Linked DNA regions of Pan troglodytes: region 2 is linked to region 1. A link is a contact called in public capture Hi-C data. All regions are on one chromosome and are shown on one strand. The core of a region is the stretch at or near the end of the contact, and the rest is flanking DNA. Distances in the headings are between cores, read along the strand shown. Region 1 overlaps RSPH9 (radial spoke head component 9). Region 2 has its middle 32 kb from the start of LINC03040.

What was found. Capture Hi-C pulls out chosen DNA fragments and counts their contacts.
Region 2: a contact with region 1 is called in a capture Hi-C map of stem cell-derived neural stem cells, with 3 times the contacts expected there. The contact joins two enhancer-like sites. A contact is called at or near these places in 1 of 7 Hi-C or Micro-C datasets (blood) and 1 of 1 other capture datasets (stem cell-derived neural stem cells).

The regions. Positions count from the first base shown.
Region 1 is chr5:49,559,665-49,563,023 of NHGRI_mPanTro3-v2.0_pri, forward strand. RSPH9 (radial spoke head component 9) reads left to right here. Exons shown (of 5, transcript XM_016955588.3): 5 at 2,177-2,396. The coding sequence ends at 2,337. MRPS18A (mitochondrial ribosomal protein S18A) reads right to left here. Exons shown (of 6, transcript XM_001140445.5): 6 at 2,695-3,297. The coding sequence ends at 3,153. Among named protein-coding and RNA genes, the nearest start is that of MRPS18A, 18 kb to the right of the region's middle. Within about 2 kb of position 1,262, at least 11 of the 24 cell types and tissues checked have an H3K27ac peak or open chromatin away from gene starts, as enhancers often do. A contact at or near this core is called in stem cell-derived neural stem cells, where this site is marked.
Region 2 is chr5:49,863,171-49,866,297 of NHGRI_mPanTro3-v2.0_pri, forward strand. No RefSeq gene overlaps it. Among named protein-coding and RNA genes, the nearest start is that of LINC03040, 32 kb to the right of the region's middle. Within about 2 kb of position 1,796, at least 1 of the 24 cell types and tissues checked has an H3K27ac peak or open chromatin away from gene starts, as enhancers often do. A contact at or near this core is called in stem cell-derived neural stem cells, where this site is marked.

The DNA of each region.
Region 1 (3,359 bases), core at 12-2,511:
CAGGCAGGCTGGTGTGAGGGCAGGGCAGGACCAAGCCCTTGCCCAGGCATGCCAAGGTGCTGGCAACAATGAACTGACAAGGGTCTAGGTTGGAGGACTCCAGGATTCCATTTTCTCCAGGGCAGCACCTAGCCCAGGCAGGCTGCAAGCTGCCCTCCCTCAGTAGGCAGATAGAGATGAGGCAGTCTGGTCTTAGTTCAAGGGGCTGAGGGACTGTGTCTTTATGGAGCCTGGTCCCTGACGATACTCTAGGCTGGTGGGGTGACCAAGGGAGGGAATCGGATCTCCCTGGGTCTGTGCTTCTTGTCCAAGGCTGAAGCAGTGGAGTTGGAACACTCTGTCCTGTTGGACCCCCACCCTCATCAATCCTAAACAATCTGTTTTCTGGAGATGCATGACCAGGAAAGTACCAGGCTAGGGACTCTCAAACTCTGAGGGCAGGTCTGAGAGGCAGAGGACCTCAAGCACCCAGAGAAAAGTTTTAAGAGTCAGGGGCAATACTCCTTCTCAGGGGCAGTGTTCCAGCCGGAGCCCCGCTAACACAGGGACACTACTTTCTTCTTGATGTTGTCCAGCAGGCACTGTGTGGGCTGGAGGGGGCTGACATCATCCTTTGCATGGGCGATGGCACTTGGTGCTGGCCACTGCACAGTGCTAAAGTGAGCTTTGCGATTGGCTTCTCCCTGAGCAGGACCAGGGACAGCCAAACTATATACGCCCAGAAAACTTTGGTTTTGACCTAGGCAGGCGGCTGCACCCTGAGTAAGGGTGCATGAGCTGCCATGAGGGTCAGGGGTTCCTGGCAATCAGGTTTCTTGGATGCAGGGTGGCCCCCAGTGGGTGGGCACTGAGTTGTGAGGCTGCAGGGTGTGGAGTGACTAGGGTGAACCATGGTTGGAGGTGGCCCGTGGGAAGCTGGGGCAGCAGGAGCCAAGCAGCCAGGCTGAGCTGGCAGCTGATGAAGGCCTCAGAGCAGCTCTCAGCGCATGGCTGGCTGGTCCAACACCAAAACTTTCAAAGCATTTGCCTTTCTGGCAGGGCCTGGAGCAGGGCTGTGGCTGGGCCGGGAGAGGCCTCAGTGCGCAGGGGAATAGAAGCCCCAGATCTGCATCCAGAGGCGATTTTCCCAGGCTCCTTCCTCCCACACTGTGGCTCCCTCCCTCGGTTCTGGAGCTTAATCAGGCCCTTCCAGCCAAGTCCTCATGGCTGCACGACTCAGCCCTGAGCTGGGCTGCTCCTGTGTGGGGAGGCAAAAACCAGGGCAGAACCTAGGACAAAGGCTCATTAGGGGGAGCCCAAGTCCCCTCCCACCAAGGATGGCTCCCAGTCTACCAGCTGCCAGAAAGGGCCATTGAGCTAGGAGGCCTGAACTGCCCAAATTTCTATTTGAGCCTTCCTTTCCCGGTCTGGTCTAATCCAACTCAGGAGAGGCTTCAGGAAATGAGGAAGACACAGCAAAATGGCAAGTAGCGGCAAACCACACTAGAACTGGTGACTGCACTGGGTATAGTGTGGGAGGAGCTGGTGTCTCCCTTGGCCCAGCCCAACTCCCCTCTGCCTGTGGATTGGATTCAGCCTCCTCCCCCACTCAACCTTTAGCTAGACTTGCTGACAGGAACAAAACAGACTGGTTTGAGTTTCACCTCTTTTCATTTCCTTTGCCCTCCCTCTGAAAGTGGTTTTAATGAGCAGTGAGATGGCTAAAAGGGCTGGGCGTGGTGGCTCACATCTGTAATCCCAGCACTTTGGGAGGCCAAGGTGGGAGGATCGCCTGAGCCCAGGAGTTTGAGACCAGCCTGGGCAACACAGTGAGGCCCCATCTCTACAAAAAATCAGAAAAGTTAGCTGGGTATGGTGGTGCATGCCCATGGTCCCAGCTACTCTGGAGGCTAAGGTGGGAGGATTGCTTGAGCCCAGGAGTCAAGACTGCATTGAGTTGTGATTGCACCACTGCATTCCAGCCTGGGTGACAGAGTGAGACCATGTCTCTTAAAACGAAAAGAATAATGGCTAAAAGACAATCAGGGAGTAAAGCATCTGGAGAATTAAATGGTCTCTCCCCAGTGGAACCATAGCACCTGGGCCTGGCTGCCCAAGGAGCCAGGGGCCACAGCATGAAGGGCAGAGCTGTGGCTCCAGCAGCACCAGGCCTCACCTCCTGCCTGTCTCATCTCAGGGTCCTGGAGCATCCAGATGGAGAGGGGCAATGCCCTGGTGGTGCTGCGCAGCCTGCTCTGGCCGGGCCTCACCTTCTACCATGCTCCCCACACCAAGAACTATGGCTACATCTACGTGGGCACTGGCGAGAAGAACATGGACTTGCCCTTCATGCTATAGAATGGGAGCCAGCCTGGATGTTTTTAAACAGAGTCTAAACATGATTTTCTTAAGCTTCAGTGAACTTGGCCTGCCTGTTCTGTCCTATCTTCTTAACTCCACCTCCGTCTGGTTCCAGATTCTGAAAGGCCCACTGAGCCAGGGAGCTCATTTCTAAACCAAGTGGCAGAGGGGTTGGAATGTGCTAATGAAAGAGATTCTAGACAACGATGGGTGGAAATGGCTGTGGGAGAAGGTGACAACCAGGGCCCCTTTGAGGAACGCAGTTTCTTGGATTCACACGAGAGCGGCAAGTGTGTCAGGCAGCCCACCTTGGCTCCCTGCAGCTCTCCCACAGTAAGGAGCTCACAGCTGTCATGAAGAGGATGGGACCTGTTTGGCCCATGAATTCCTTTCAATTGACTCATTGGCCCAATCACAAGAGATCAGTGACTCAATGCTCAGCACCCAGCTGGCAATGTGCCCAGGACCCCCTGCACTTCCCAAGCAGTGAGCACACACCCAATGGGTAAGCCCACGAACCCAGTTTATGACACTGCGTTGGGCAAAACTCCTGTCCCCAGCACTGAGCATGGCCTAAGCCCCATAGCAGCTGGCAAGGGACCCAACTGCCCTGCCTGCCTCTAGCTCCCAGCATTGCTACTGTGCAGGCCAAGGGTACTGAAGTTAGTCCCACTGTCCCCTGTCCATGCATGTTGGAGGGACCAGGCCATCGTGGTGGGGTGGGACAGGAGTATAGTTGTGGCCGAGGGCTTGTGAGTGGGCCTCCTACTCCCCAGCACAGGTGCAGGAGGAACTCTGGAAGCACTGCTCTGTCAGTGATACAGCTTCCAAGGTGTTCTTGAGTAGCAGACATTGTCCCTCAGAAGGGGTGACCCCACGGGCATGCGCACCCTGTTCCAGCGGGGGCCTTTTTTGTAGATGGGCTTGACGGAGCCAGGAGCCCAGCGCGTCAGGTACCTGTGGAGGGAGAACAAAGAGGTGCCTGTGAGGGCTGGGGGCCCAAGCTGGACGTGGGAGAG
Region 2 (3,127 bases), core at 546-3,045, 300 kb after region 1:
TGTTAAGCAGTAAGGGAATGCTTTTAAACCAGGAGGGAGGGCTGTGCTTACAGTGGAGACCTGAGCACAGTGCGGAAGTGCAAGTCCCTGTCCCATCTTTACTTACTGTGTGATGTGGGAATCTCCATTTCCTCTCCTGTAGGATGGGATCATAATAATGACAATCACACACTTGGCAAAACCCTGAGGTTGCTACGCCATCAAATGCAACAACAGACGTGAGAATCTTCTACGAACTGCCCAGCCAAGTCTGCAGAGGACTGACAATGGGCTTGGATTCAGATCCCAGCACTGCTGCTTAGTAGCTGGGTCAGCTTGGAGAAGTGACTCAATCTCTTTGAGTGTCAGTCTCCTCAAAGATGCAGTGCAATCTCTACCTCATAGGGAAGTAGGAGAGAGACAGTGTGTCTCAAGCACTCAACACCAAGTCTAGCACGGAGTAAGCCTGAAGCTCAAGTGGGCATCCACTGTGACTATTACCTTTATCGCCAAACATATTTTATACAGGAGCTGTGTAGCATTGCTTATTGAGAAACCAAAGAATGATGTTATAGTATATGTTTTTATAATACCCCTAGGACAGGAGGGTGGGGCAGACTTTGGGGAGAGACCTCCTTGAGCATCTCTTCATGCTAGGCACTGGGCTGTACACACATGGGGAGCTGCCAGCCATCTCCGCCTGCCCTAAGGTGGTTCATTCTACAGGCTCATTCATCTCTGGAAAGTAAAACCAGCCACAGTGGAAGGAGCATCTGAGGCAGATCCTGGCCACAGGCAGAACCCTGTGGGAATCAGGCCATAGGACATTTATGCAATATGGTTGAACAGGAACAGGGTAGTGGCCTCTTAGAGCTCAGCTTCAGATCACAGGGAAATGGGGTTTCCCATAGGGCCAGGGTAGGTTCAGGATGGAGGCCAAAACCACTTGGGTAGGCTGGGCTGAGCACTTGATTGGGGGGTCAGGAGAGGGAGGTACCACAATCTGAGCACCTCCTATTAATACTTGGCAGGCTGTGGCCTGGGCACTTTAAACAGCATCAAAGCAATCCTACCAGGTAGGTGCTACTAGCCCATTTTCCAAAGGAAGAAACTAAGGCTCAGAGAAGTGAGGCCAAAATATGCTGAACCAGAATTCTACTCCTTGAGCAGGCAGCTTTCCACTGACCCAGCCTGCCTCCCCCGGGGAAGGAACCTAGGTGCTGACGGGACCTGTCCTGGGCTGTCTCCAAGGAGAGAAAGCAAGCAACAGGGCCCAGGACCCTGGACTCTCTCCCCCAAGTCTCCTCCACTTCCAAGTAGAAGTGGAGACCTCTGTATGCCTCTAGAAGAATAATATTATTAAGAATGTTATTAGCTATAATTTAATGAGCGATTATTATGTGCCAGTGAGCTTTCATTAACTCATTTAATGCTCACAACAGCCCGGTGGCTGGGTCCCTGTCTACCTTTATATATGGATGAGAAACCAAAGTCCAGAAAAGCTAGCATTGATTCCTCTGGCGCCTCTTCTACTTTTTTGGAAAATAAAAATGCGTTGTTGCAATACTTTGGAGCATCAACCCAGAATCACATAACAAGAACAGAGGAATTAGTCAGTTGCAAAGTCCTCCCTTGTGTCTACCCCAAGTCCCTCAGGCTGCAGTGAGAGCTTGACATTCCCCAGCTTCTCTGGGCCAGCCAGCAGCCACCCCCTACCATGTGGCCTTGGCCCCTCCTCTGCTGGGAATCAGGAGGGGGGTGGTCCTCCTTTGTTCCCCAGGCTTGGGGGAGCATTCCTACCCCAGAGAGGCCAGCTGAGGTCACGGGTCTATGCCCCCTCCCCAGGCCAGCCTGACCAAGCTGGCAGCCCCGTCAATCAGGTGCAGCCTGCTCAGCAGCCAGCCTTTTATTTCCTAAATTAAAAGGGCTTGTGATTCCTGATTGAATTAAAGGCGGGAAGGTCAGCTCTGAGACCAGCAGGGAGATTTCAATCACGGGAGACCGGAGGCAGCCAGGGTGGGCAGGGGGGCAAGGCAGGGAGCAGACAAGGCTGGGAGCAAGAGTAGGGACGGGCACCACCGCTTCTCTCCCAGGCCAGACCAGTCAAAGCATGGTACAAGGGTGGCTAGTCCACAGCACCCACCCCCACAACCCTTTTGAAAATGTCAGTTTGAATTAAAGAAATTTCATCCTCTGATACAGCAGACAACCTGAACTGCTGGACTAGGCAGACTTGCTTGCGTATCTGTTAGTTAAAATGCCCTCAGAAAAGTGAATTCCACAGTTTCCCTCATTTCCTACTGTCAACAGGTTCTTTCTGACTTCTCTCTTAAACTCCATGTTGGATCTTAAGGAGACAAAGATGACGCTACTTGCTTTGAAGTTATAAAGGACAGTCAATCAGCTGCTTTTTCGGCACCTATGGCTCAGGCTCAGGGATCCTGCAAACTGCCAGTGCTTTCCTGCGACCTGGGTAGACTGGGGAGAGGACTGCAATGAACACAGTCTTCCTGGCTGTGTGCTTGGGGGAAAGCTCCTCATTTGCCCAGGGACTCAGTTTCCCCATCTGTGCAATGGGCAGCATAGTCCGTACAGGATTTGCTGGAGTACTAGCCTTCCCTGGATAGTCAGGGTTGAGATGTGCCTTTTTGCTTGGGCTAGCACTGAGTCTACCTTATATATAACCCTGGAGTCCCCCTGCCAAGAGTCAAGTCAGGAAGTACAAGGGCTTGATTCCTATCTCTGCAGGGCAGATATGGAAGCCCTGGGGTAAATGCCCCATGTCCTCCAAGGATAGGCAGGAAGAACAGGCTTGACCCATGGTGGGGCTAAAGTTAAATATCAGGATGAACTGACTTCCTCAGTGAGAGTGGTTTCTGGAACTAGATCACGGAGAAGCCTTTTCCCCTCTCCCTACCCGCTACCCCCTCCGGTCCCGTGCTATCTCCATGCAGGCAGCCTTAGATATAGGGGTTGCACCACAAGTGGTGGGACTGAGATCAGACGTGAGAAAGGACTTCCTAATGGTGGGCGAGATAAGGCAGTAATATACATCATCTAAGGAGGGGTGCCTGTGGGGCACGTTTAAGGAAATAGGGAATCATGGGCACCACCTAAGGCAGTGGAGGTAAGCTCTGGGCCTGGAGCC